2 separate regions of the Mus musculus genome follow, and region 2 is linked to region 1. The links are chromatin contacts, called in public HiChIP or PLAC-seq maps. All regions are on one chromosome and are shown on one strand. Each heading gives the region's core, a stretch centred on a gene start, on an enhancer-like site or on the middle of the called end of the contact. The rest is flanking DNA. Distances are from core to core; before and after follow the strand shown.

Region 1 (6,297 bases), core at 1,837-4,336:
ACAGTGCTGTAAAACTCCAGACTCCAAAGTCACCCAAGCTTTAATCAGACACAGGTGCGTACCGCATTGACGATCACAGAGATAATTGAAGCCTTTGTCTGCTTTACTGTAGTGCAGTTTGGGGGTTCCCACTTTAGAAGTCAGTTCTGGTTTGGCTTGTCCAAGGAGCCCAGGAGGAAAAGGCTGCAATGTCCAGGTTCCTCACCACGTTATCAGCACTTGAGGAGACAAAGCTCTGAGATCCCTGAGCCAGGTGGACTCTGACACCTTCCCCACTGTAGGGAACAGCTAAGCCACCACTGGAGGAAAGCTTCAACCTTCCCTCCAGCTCCAGAGCTATTCCCAATCTCCAGGCTATGGTAGAGCTTAGGAACAAGAGCATAAACCAGAGAGCCATACCTTTGCTCGACTCTGGCCTGTATCAGTTTACCTCATGGCTACATTGATTATTTGAGCTAAACACAATCATTTTCATTTCCTTTTTTGAGACAGTCTGTCTCTCTTGCTCACTTGAACTTATGATCCTTCTGTCTCAAACCCCTTGATTAAAGATGGGTGTTATTCAACCCAGTCCCTGGTTCCATTGCATGTACTATGAGGTTAAAATCTACTTCAGAGGATTATGTGCTGACAGTCCACAATATACCAGAGTAAATTGCTAGCTGACATTAGTTTATAGCACAGAACCCAAGCTATCTGGTTTACTGTGTGTGTCCACACTAACCTTTGCAGGCACATGTAGAGGCCAGAGGCTGACACTATCATGTCTTCCTCTATTGCTTCTCTGCCTGTTTTCCTGAAGAGTATATATGTGAACCTCATCCATCTGAGTGCCCAGAGGTCAGAAGAGGGTATTAAATTTCATGGAACTGGAGTTATAGGCCAGTTTGAACTGCCTAGTAAATACTAGGAATCAAACCCTAGTCCTCTACAAGAGTACAGGCTCTTAACCAAGGTTATGTCTCTAGCCTTATTTTTGAGACAGGCTCTCTCGCTAAGTTGGAAGTCGCTGCCCTGACTACACTGGCTGGCCAGCAAGCCCTCCAAATCTGCCTGTCTTCCTGCACATATGTACCTTGTGGTTCCAGACACGTGTTGCCATGGCTGGCTTTTACATGTGCTAGGGACCCTAGATCAGGTCCTGGGCAGCAAGCACTTTGCTCACTGAACCATATCCCCAGGCCCCTAGCTTCCTTATGTACATGTGTGGTGTCCCTGTCCCCACCAACCTCCAAGGCAACTGAGAACATATAGAATGAGATGGAAGAAGGCCTGCATCTTTTTAGTCCTCCAACTTCCTTAGTTTAGTGGTCACACACCAATCCCAAAACAGTCCCCAGAGGCCCTGAACTCTTGACAAAACTGAACCCACTAGAGCCTGAACTGCCACTCCTCAGAAATCTCATTTTCCAACTATGCTTGGAATGTTTGATAGGAACAGAAATTTATTTTTAGGCAAGAAAAGTTGTCTCCTAAGCTAACCCTACAGTCTTAGTGCTAGCAGGCCGTATTTGGCAAGGGTTGGCTTGGGCTTGTTTATCAAAAGGCCCAGAATTTTCTTAAGTCTACGGTAGCTGCTCAGGGAATACAGTGGCCTGTGGGTTTTCTATCCCACTGAGTCTTGTGGTACTCCTGTGTTGCAGTAGAATCCAACTGACCATTCCACATCTTCCCCAGCTTGGGGCCAAGATTCATTAACCAGGCATCCAGAAAGTGTTCAGAGTTATCAGTGTACTGGATTTTCTTCCCTCAGTTGACCCCATCACTGGGTTATAAAAGCTGGGCATGATGGTCTATAATACCAGCTGAGACAGAAGGATGACAAGTTTTAGAGGCCAGGCTTGACTATGTGGTACCTGGCCAGTCAGGGTTTTGTACTAGCGGCTTCCTCAAAGTGAGGAGAGGTTGGCATGCTAGGGATGTGGCACAGGGGCCGTCTGCAGAACAACCAAAGGCCCTGGACCTAATTTCTAATATCAAAAAAAAAGTTTTAAGAAGTGGCCAAGGCAGGTGAGTGTGTTGGGGGTTGGGTATGTGCCCACACACCTTTAATCCCAAACACTTGGAAAGTATGGCCACAGACAGATCTGAGCTCTGCGTCAGCCTGATCCACATAATGAGTTCCAAGTTAGTTAGTACTACACAGTAAGACCCTGTCTGAAAAGGGGGGGGGGGTGGTGACTAAGAAGTCCCTCCACTCACTGGTGTGTCTATTTCCTGACCACCCCACCAAGAACCATAGGAATGGGTGACTAAAGCCAACATCTCTGAAAAAGACATCTTGATACAGGCCGTTCTGTTTTACAGAAAGTCAAATCTACCACAGTCTTGGCAGCACAGCTCAAATGATCCAAAAAAAAAAAAAAAAAAAAAGTAACTGCCTCACAACCCCAGCGATGTTTACCGTCTGGATACCTTCCAGGACTTGAAAATCTGAATCATGACTGCTTCACAGACAGCCTGCAAGAAGGGCCAATTCATCAGACTGCCCTTGAACCAGCCTGGCAAGTCACTGCTTCCAGACATTTTGAATTTTGAAACTGGGTTTACTTCATAGGCCCAAACTAGAAGATTATGTTAAGTCTTAAAGTTAAAAAAAGAAAGGACAAAAAGAACAAAGAAACCCCAGCCTTTCCCAAAGCAAGCCATGTCGGCACCAGCCAGGGCCACACTTCTCACAAGGATTTTAGTTTCATCAGGAATTTAATGAGCCATGTATCTTAAAGGAAAGGTTGGGGGTGTTCTCAGAGCTGGAAAGATGTGGATTTTTAAAAAGTTTTTATTTTTTAATAGTGCTCTTTATTTGCTCTTGGGGTCTGATGAGAACTTTAGAATTTTAAATTTGTGTTTGTAAAAAACAGGCAAAAGATGAAGACACACATGGAGTGGGGGGGGGGGGTGTTTAGTAGCTCAGGGGTAAAGCTGTTCCTTAACACATGTGAGGTCCTGGGTTTGACCCCCAGCACTGAGACAATAAAAGGCCACATAGCTGAAATTCCAACTCTAAAAGCCTAGAGAAAAAGACCCTAGAGTGGCTACAAAGGCACCAGCTGCTGTGCATATCCCTTATCAATAAAGTAGGCTGGCCCAACTTCTCTTCTTGTCAGGGAACACAGCCACTCATACCCTTCTGGGCATGGCCACTGTGCAAGACATGTGGGCATTTTCCTGTAAGACCACCTGGCAGCAGCTTTTCTGCCCAGGGGCCCCTGGATTGGGTGCAGCACTCCCCTAAATAGTAAGCAGACTGTGTTTCCATGGTGAGAGCAATTAAATACCTTCTATTCACGCCAGAGTTAGTCAGACAAGAGTGCTAATGTGCTAATCTAATCTACACACACACACACACACACAGAGAGAGAGACAGAGAGAGAGAGAGAGAGAGACAGAGACAGAGAGACAGAGAGACAGACAGAGGCAAAGAGAGGCAGAGAGACAGCACCAGTGTCCTGATGCTGCTGACTGAAGCCAGTTTCCAGGACTGGCTTTGTTTGGCCTTTAGTGATCAAAGGCCTGTCATTCGGATACCTGAACAGAAGACCCACAACTCCTCTTCCTGCCTGAGATACTCCCTCAAGCAACCCTGTCAGGTCATCCTTTTGTCCTTCCCCACCCCCTGGATGCTGAATCATTTGCAAGCTTCCTTCCATAAGGCAGTTTAACCTCAAATTGGCTTCCTCTACTATAGTGGGGAGTCAGGGACATAGCATTTCACTTGTTGCTGTACCTCACTCTGGAGTGCTGTTAGAGACATTCTTAAAACTGCACTTAAAACTAGAGATAGCTCAGTGGTTAAGAGCACTGACTGCTCTTCCAAAAGTTCTGAGTTCAATTCCCAGCAACCACATATTGGCTCACAACCATCTGTAATGGGATCTGATGCCCTCTTCTGGTGTATCTGAAGACAGCTACAGTGTACTCACATATATAAATAAATCTTAAAAAAAAAAAAAAAAAAAAAAGAGTCGGGCATAGTGGCGCCCACCTTTAATCCCAGCACTTGTGAGGCAGAGGCAGGTGGATTTCCGAGTTCAAGGCCAGCCTGGTCTACAGAGTGAGTTCCAGGACATCCAAGACTACACAGAGAAACCCTGTCTCGAAAGACAAAAAACAACAACAACAAAAAAAAAAAACAAACCTGCACTCTATAGAGAAACTCTGCTCTGTGTGTATGTGGGGCTTGGGAGAAGAGGTAAGACAGGCTGCTTACACTCCACCCACTATCAGAAAACCCACTGGACAGCCAGTGACACACATCACTCAGCCCCACACCTTTGAGGGAAAATTTTGAAAAAGGATAAAACAAACCACAATGTCGCCTTTCTTTCTGTCTGCAGCAGACACAAATGCTATTGTGCTACTGGTATTCCAGCACCCCACTCAGTCATTGCAACACCATCACAAGGATATTTCCCAAGATGTTCCTCAGGGCAGTAACAGCCACTTCCAGCTACTACTTCCCTATGTCCATGCTTCCACTACAAGACAAAGAATCTGTTCTGCTCCGATATTTAGAAGAAAAACATTTTGGTAAGTCAGTCGTAACTCCACAGGAGAGCACCAGTTTTCCTTTTAGACAGGAAAGCCGGATATTTTATTCATGGCAGTGCCCAGGCTTCCAGCATGTAAGTCTAAGAAAACTGAGCCTTGGAGAGAATCTATGTGTGGAGCAAGTGAAAGTGCACACTTTTATATTTACAATATAGTCTGGAGTGGTACTGTGGACCTGTAATCCTAGCACTCAGAAAGCAAATGCAGGAGTTTGAAGCCCTCCTGGTTTAAATCAGAGCCTATCCCATAAAAGAGAAACAGAAAACAAAAATGGGAGGGGGGCTGAGCAAGGATGAATCAAGTATCATCCAATCCTGAGCAAATCTCGTGGGACATTCAAGGGACTGAGTACCCCCTGGGTGAGTCACTGCTCTGCCCACTTCCGGACATGTTCCTAGGGTCAGATGAGTGTGGCAGGCACTAGGGATGTTCCTCCACAGACCCTCTGTAGAGCCACAAAAAGGATTTGTCCCTTCAAGTCAGTCACCAGTTAACCTGGTGATTTCAGAAGTATCTTGCCACATGGGTCTTCAATCCCCACCAGTATGCACCACCCCTCTGAACAAAGGAAGCTGGCCTTAGGCCAGCCAGCGCCTTTGGCAGGAATAGGACCCCACTGGAACTTGACATTCTTTCGTTCTCCATGGATTTATTTTTACAGTTTCCTTTTATGTATAGCCAGGGAAACCAAATCTGTCAAACACCATACAGATCTCCCCTTTTTAAAAAAAGGCTTTTAGTGTCAGGCATGGTGGTGCACGCCTTTAATCCCAGGACTCAGAAGGCAGAGGCAGGTGGATCTCTGTGAATTCCTGCCCATCTGGGGCTGCAGTTAGACCCTGTCTCAAAAAAATTAGAAGTGTTCTGTGTAGCCCAGGCTGGCTTAAGCTCAGCAGCAGCTGAGGATGATTTCCACCATTCTCCCTCTGCCTCCACCTCCCAAGTACTGGGACTGCAGTCCTGCAGTTTTCAATTTGTTTTTTTAAACCTAAAAATCTTCAAGTCGACTTAAAGATATTTATTAAGTATATAAGGTAAACATGAGTATGAAAGAGTTTAGGAGACTGAGTTAAATGCAGAGCCTATCTGGGTCAGTTTCTTCATACACACAGGCATGTTACCTAACCATTGGTTGGGGGTGGGCGGTTGGGAGAGGTCATTGCAAGAATAAAGGAGCAAGTACAACAGGCAAACACCAAGTCCCAGGAAGATCAGCCCACAGCTTTTCAGGTAACATTTCAATACATCATAGCTAAGAAAATGGCCACTAGCCTCCCCAGTAACTGTGGCTCAAACTAGCTCCTGAGGACTTTCTGTGGGCAATCTACTATGTACAAGAGAGAAGGATGTGGGGAGGAAAAAACCACAACCAAAAGAAGCATAGCATCAAGATAAATGTTTCAGAGACTTTATAGTCCAGGCAGACTGCTCCTGGACTAAAATCCCCAAGCACTCAGGTTTGTTCATCTATACAGAGATGCTGCTTTCTGCCAGACGGCCCATCCCTGTCAGATGGTTTGGGCCACCTCATCTTTAAAAAGAGGTTACAACTGAAAATAGTTGTTTCTCTTTAATTCAATGACATTAGACTCCAGATATCTGGGCAACAGACTAAAATGTTACTCATGAATCTTCTTAAGGTGTTAAGAACTGTTCTGCCACTTTCAGATACTCTGTAACAAATCCTGACACCTACATTGTAACTACGCTCCCTTGTAACTGGTCTTTGATGTTTTAACCTAACTA
Region 2 (6,297 bases), core at 1,110-3,609, 350 kb after region 1:
AGGACACACTTGCTCCTCAGGAGTGCCAGAGCCACAGGTCGTGGTGGCCCACGCCTTTAATCTCAGATGCAGGAGAATGTCTGCTGGTCTGGTCTACACAGGAACTCCAGGCCAGGGCTAGAGCCAAATCCCCCTGGGAAGAAGAGTCCATTGGCGCTGGCTGCAGTTCTCTCTGCCTGGATTCACACTTGGCTTGAAGCCCGCTCTGGGCCTCAGTGTTACTGTGTGTGGGTTGGGCAGCAGAGCAGTTTGCATTTCCTGAAGGGGTCCGCAGCAAGGCTCGAGGAGACTGTTGAATTAGTCGTTATGGACAGCTCAAGCTGGCCTCAGACACTAAGTCAAGGAGGCTGGCCTGGAGTTTCTGACCTCCCCTTGGCACCTGTGAGGTGCTGGGATTACAAGTGTGTGCCAGCACGCTCTGCTCCATCTTTTAGTCTTGTGGGTTTTTGTTTGTTTTGTTCTGTTTTCAAGACAGAGTCTTAAAAACTCTCTAGGCACAGGCTGTGGTCGAATGCTAGGGTGACATACCCGAGCCATAGGACCTCACTAAAAATCCTGTCTCTGTCAAGCACTCTCTCTGCACAGAGCCCGACTCAAAGTATTGATGTAAATAGCGAGTAATTAGCATTATCACACAGGGCACTGGGCTCCTGGGCAGGAGCGTTGCTTGGGCAACTGAGGACTGGGAGGGCCAAGTTCTGAGGAGAGCATTCTAGGAAGGGTCTGTGACAGTGATGGGAAAGGAAAGAGAGCCGGGGCCTTTCCTGGTAGTAGCCTGGGCTTCAGAGGTGACAGGATCTGAGTGTAAGGGCTGAGGTAGAGCTGCGAAATCAAGTTGGTGTGCTGGGAATCTGGAGGGTGGCAGAGGATTGTGACAAGGACCCTCTGAGCTCAATACTGGGTCTGGAGACTGGACGTATCATGGCATGGTCTGGAGATGATACTATGTGAGGGGTACCCACACCCCTTATTTATTCCTGGGCAGGACGTAAATCAGACACCCTGCAGTGCCGGGGGACGCCTGAGATGGGTGGGTGGGTGGGTGGATGGGGACATTTGTGGAAGGGAGCTATAGCAGTCTAGAGGTGTATTGTGTGTGTGAAGTGCGGGAAACCTTGAGACTTATGATGGGTGGACCGCCCCCTGCTGGACAAGAATTTTTTTTGTATTAACACTTGATATGCTAATTTATGCTGCCACTCTAATCAGAATGCTAAGTTATTCCCCAGAGGTGGGGCTGAGTGTGAGTCGTGTGTGTGTGTGTGTGTGTGTGTGTGTGTGTGTGTGATATTCAGTAGGTCAGCTCATTCTCTGGGGATCTCTTAGGGTAGAGTGTGGGAGAGAAAAGGAGGCAAGGAGGATCCTGTAGGGACGTGTGCAGGCACACGAATTCTATATCCAGACAGCAGCCAGGGGCTGAGAACAGGTAAGGTTTCCTCCCAGGATCTCAAAGCCCTTCTCTAGAAAATGAGGATAGTCCGGTTTAACCTGGAGAGAGCTGTGTTAAGCACATAGTGAGTGTTAAGTATTCACTCAACAAATATTTGTTGAACACCTGCTAAGGCAGGCTATTTATTCTTCCTAATAACAGTGCAACCACTTTATGCCTTGGTACATATCAGATCCTCTTTGTAGATATCTTCTCGGTGGAATAAATGAATTTATAGGTATCTGCCAGGTACTAATTCCAGCACTTGCCTGGTATGGCGTCACACACTAATTTCAGCACTTGGAGAGACAGGAAAAATGGCCAGTTTGGGCTGAACAGCAAGATGCTGTCCCTAAAACAGTCACTTACCCTGTTGCTATTGTAATCTTCAGTCCGTTGAGACAGGCCCAGAACGCTTAGCTTAAGTCATGCGCACCAAGTCCCACAAGCGAGGATTTGAGGCCAGGAAGAAGGAAGGCAGTTCTGTAGTCCTTCGTAGGAGTGGACTGGGGTGGCCGCGAGAGTCATCTCTCAGTCACGATGGGTTCTCTACAGCTTGGAGTGCTAGGTGGCGTTTGGCGTGCTGGTGACACAGCTGGGTGGGCACCTGCGAGGTCCCCGCGCGCCTGTGGCCGGTTGTGCGTGAAGGTGGGGTGAATGGAAGTCTGCGAGTGTAGTGTGACTATGTGTAAGCTGCCATGTGCGCGTGTGTGCGTGCATGCGTCTGTGCACGTGGGGCTGGAAGTGCGTGTGAGTGAGCGTGTGTGAACGACTGCGAGATCCTCCATCCCTCCCCCACCCCACCCCCTGGGTCGGAGGACCCGCTAGGGACTACCACTCCCGGCATGGCCTGGGCGGCCCGCCCTGCCATCCTGATTGGCTGAGATCCTCGTGCTCCCGCCCCCTGGGAATGAATGGATGGGCGGCCTCAGCGCCCGCCCGACCGCTGGGAGGACCGACCCGGCAGGGACCTGCTGGGGGCAGGACCCGGGGAGCAAGATGGCCACGGTCATCCCCAGCCCCCTGAGGTGGTGCGGGTGGGCGCGAGGCGGGGGAGTCGGCGCGGGCGGGTCTGTGCGGCCGCGCGCGCGCGTGTGTATGTGTGTGGCCGCTGGGGGTGGGGCTGGTGGGGTGTCAGGGGGCTGTCACCGCGTGCGGGGGTGCGAGTGTATGTGACTGAGGGTGTTTAGCAAGAATGATGTCCGACGCGTTGCTCCAGGACTGGGAGAGGGCGTGGGGGAGGGGTCTCCAAGGATTTTTAGGGGAAAGGGGTCATGTCCCCTCCCAGGGATGCCAGGGTTTGAGAGAGGGTACATGGTCTAGGGAAGCTGGGGCCTGGGTACACTCGAATCCACGCTACCTTTGTCTTGGGGTGTGGAGTGTGTTGAGCGACTTATACATTGCTTTTTGCTTTGTAGCTGAATGTGTGGGTATGTATAGGGTTTCTTTTATTCTGCACTACCTATCTGAGTATTTGGGTCTCGAAGTGTGTGCACATGTCTGGCGAATCTGCACCATTTATGTTCTGTGTCTTTGGATATGGACGTGTGAGGATAGGTCTAAATTTTTGTGTGAACATGAGCAGACCTGACTGCCCCTCTGTTTCCAAGGCGTGTACCTGTGTATTTGGGGATGCATTTTAAATTTGGGGTTTCTGTGTATGTGTACCCTTGAAAATCTCAGTGATGTCTTTGTATTGTGTGTTTGGCTGGAGTGTCTTTGGATGGATATGTAAGCGCATATGTAAATGTTTATAGGGTCCCTATCTTTTGACATTGTGTGACTGTTGGGATGAGTGTTGTGTGGTGTGTTTCCATGTTGTGGGTCTTTGTGGATAAGCTGTCTCTGGAACCATCTGGGTCTCTGGATACATGACATTCATAGGTAGTTCTATGGCTTTTTTTGATTTGGATTATTTGTGTTCTGCAAGAGATGTGTGTCTGTGTGACAGAGAGAATTTGTTTGCTACTCCTTTGTGAAGATTGGGATACGTTTCTCTTTGTGTGTGAATCCCGTGTGGCCATGTGCGATTTGTTTGTATTGGGTGTTTGGCTACGTTCATGTGTGGATGGGTCCCGGTATGTTTTGGTTTGTTTTTATATTGTCTGTGAACACTTCTTAACCCGAGACATAATCAAGTTTTAGGTAGCTGCTTCCCTGCCAGCACCCTGCCCCGCCCCCGGATCCAGAGGGGTGGGAGAAGATGGGGGAGGTGAAGGTGGACCTGGCCGGCTTGCCCTTTGCGGAGCAGTGGGAACGGGCAGCCGCGGGAGGGTGCTGGGCCTCCCTGCACTAGCCCTTGCTGACAGCCGCCCGCCCGCTGCTCGCCCGCCCCCACAGCCTTGGCGAGGACTTCTACCGGGAGGCCATCGAGCACTGTCGCAGCTACAACGCGCGCCTGTGTGCCGAGCGCAGCCTGCGCCTGCCTTTCCTCGACTCGCAGACCGGAGTGGCCCAGAACAACTGCTACATCTGGATGGAGAAGACCCACCGCGGGCCTGGTACTCGCCGCGAGGCTGGGGTGGGGCGGGGCCTGAGTCCGGGGACCTCACTTTCACAGCCTCTCTCCTCCAGGTTTGGCCCCGGGACAGATCTACACTTACCCCGCCCGCTGTTGGAGGAAGAAACGGAGACTCAACATCCTGGAGGACCCCAGGCTCCGGCCCTGCGAGTACAAGATCGGTGGGTGGAGCTGTGTCCCCTGCGCCTGCTGTGGCCCCAATCAAGGCCTTCAGCCCTCCCTGCTCCCCGGCTGAACTTCGTCTTTATTATCCTGAGTGTCCCTCCAGCAGACTATCTGTCCCCGGATGTCTTGAGTTACTTTCTTTGAGTGACTGAGTTGCCAGCTGTACCTGCTATGTGGGTCATGGCAAGCAGGTGTTTGGAGGACATGGTGTCATCTATGTCTAGATGTATCAAGGCTGATTGCATGTGCTTCCCAGGGAGCTGGGATACACCTGTGTCTGACTGTGTTTCTTTCTGTGGGTGCTGAGGGCTGTCTCACTGTGTATTTGTAAGAGTTAGCAACAGTTCTCCAGCTGTGGGTTGAGACCATGCACAACATATTTACATTTATGATGTATAACTATAAAAAAATTACAGTTATGAAGTAGCAACGAAATAATTTTCTGGCTGGGGGGGTCAACACAACATGAGGAACTATATTAAATTTAGGGTCACACTTTTAGGAAGGTTGAGAGCCACTCAGGGCGTCTACTTGTGACTTGTTTGTTGCTGAGTGCTTTAGGGTGCCTGTTTCTTTCTAGGTGTTTCCAAGAGAGAAAATGTGTGGGAAAATGTGTGTGTGTGTGGGGGGGGGGTAGGTCCGTGTCTGTCTATCTCTTTTGGGTGCATATCTGATTCCATCAGGGCATCCTGTTGGGGTACCATCTGTGACAGCCTTTCTGTGTTAGGTGTTTCTTCTGGAGTTTTCCAATGTGTTCAGGATAGGCAGACATTGGTTTCATCTCTTCCTCTGTCCAAATGTGTGTGTGTGTGAAGGTCTCCTTGTATCAAGGGTGCTGGAGAGCTGGCCGGCTGTGTTTTTCCCTGTATGTCAGACTGGGTTTCTCTGTGTAAGCATGTGGACACATTTGAGTGCTTCTCCTCGGGGTTGTCTGTGAGTGTCCAGGTGTACCATAGGGCGTACCTTTGTCTTCCTAATTAATGAAGGTCTAGATTTCTCTGTGGCTCTGGCTATTTCTTTCTGAGTATCTCTGTATCCAAGGGCTTAATCCTATCTCTTCTGTGTGTCCAGCTGTGTTCAAAGGTCAGCTGTGTTCCCTGTGTGGCCGGACATCTCTCTGCATGTCCTGCCTATGTGTCTGTGTGTATCCTATTCAAATGTCTATCTAACTTTCTTTGGGTATATCTGAGGGTCTAGTTGCCTTTCTACTATGCATGCAGGTATTTATGAGGGTCCATAGTGTTCCTAAGGGTTGCCAGTGTATTGGAGTCTGGTTCTGTCTTCTTTATCTAGTAGAGCTGAGGGTGTGGCTGTGCCTTCCCAGTGTATGGATATTCTTTCCAGGGCTTGAGTCGAATCCTTCTGTCCATTGTTGGCTGTGTGTGGGACAGTGTGGGAGAGCCTGTCCCTGTCGAAAGGACCATGCCCCCACCCCCACCCCCTGCAACCCGGGCACTTTGGCCACAGCCTCTTCAACTGATACCACTTTCCCTGTGGCCCGTCCCCAGATTGTGAGGCACCTCTGAAGAAGGAGGGTGGCCTCCCGGAAGGGCCAGTCCTCGAGGCTCTGCTGTGTGCTGAGACTGGAGAGAAGAAAGTGGAGCTGAAGGAGGAGGAGACCATCATGGACTGTCAGGTAAGGAGCCCCTCCCCGGCTGCAGATGCTCTCACCACTATGCCTTCCTGCTCTGAGATGCCCGGCTCCTCAGGGCCTCTGGGTACCCTATGGCCCCGATCTCCCAGAACACCTCTGCTTGTAGAAGGGTCCCTGACCTGCTCCCCCACCCTACCTGCAGCACATCAGTGCCCCCACCTTCTTGACCCCCCAATCTCCCTTCTACTGGGCCCAGAAACAGCAGTTGCTGGAGTTTCCGCATGATCTCGAGGTAGAAGACTTGGAGGAAGACATTCCCAGGAGGAAGAACAGGGCAAGAGGAAAGGTACCTTCCAGCAGCTTCCCTCCCGCCTCCTCCCCAGAGCCACGTAAAGGAGTAGAGGGCTTTGCACCCATTTTTATGGGTGAGGAAATGGAAACTCAGTGGATTATAAACTTTTTCGAAAATGGAGCTTGTGGATCAGAACTGTCTTGCAGAGCTGGGTGTGGTAGCCCACACTTGTAATCCCAGCACCTGGGAGGCTGAGGCAGGAGAATTGCTACAAGTTTGAGACAAGTGAATTCCAG

Evidence for each region. HiChIP or PLAC-seq counts read pairs in DNA pulled down with a chosen protein or histone mark.
Region 2: a contact with region 1 is called in an HNF4G HiChIP or PLAC-seq map of pancreatic cancer cells. The contact joins the promoter of Dpf1 here to the enhancer-like site in region 1. A contact is called at or near these places in 7 of 39 promoter capture datasets (the 3T3-L1 cell line, cranial neural crest, frontonasal cranial neural crest and 4 more), 5 of 484 Hi-C or Micro-C datasets (B cells, cortical neurons, embryonic limb bud and 2 more), 2 of 115 datasets of contacts at active chromatin or transcription factors (epiblast stem cells and pancreatic cancer cells) and 2 of 9 other capture datasets (macrophages and pancreatic islet).

The regions. Positions count from the first base shown.
Region 1 is chr7:28,950,570-28,956,866 of GRCm38.p6, forward strand. The region is part of intron 1 of Actn4 (actinin alpha 4); the gene reads right to left. Gm51446 (a long non-coding RNA gene) reads left to right here. Exons shown (of 2, transcript XR_003946620.1): 2 at 1-3,501. Among named protein-coding and RNA genes, the nearest start is that of Actn4, 8.6 kb to the right of the region's middle. Within about 2 kb of position 3,087, at least 121 of the 459 cell types and tissues checked have an H3K27ac peak or open chromatin away from gene starts, as enhancers often do. A contact at or near this core is called in cortical neurons, hematopoietic stem and progenitor cells and pancreatic cancer cells, where this site is marked.
Region 2 is chr7:29,305,642-29,311,938 of GRCm38.p6, forward strand. It overlaps Dpf1 (D4, zinc and double PHD fingers family 1), which reads left to right and starts at 2,360. Exons shown (of 12, transcript NM_001368371.1): 1 at 2,360-2,457; 2 at 3,770-3,930; 3 at 4,004-4,111; 4 at 5,624-5,751; 5 at 5,966-6,055. The coding sequence starts at 2,429.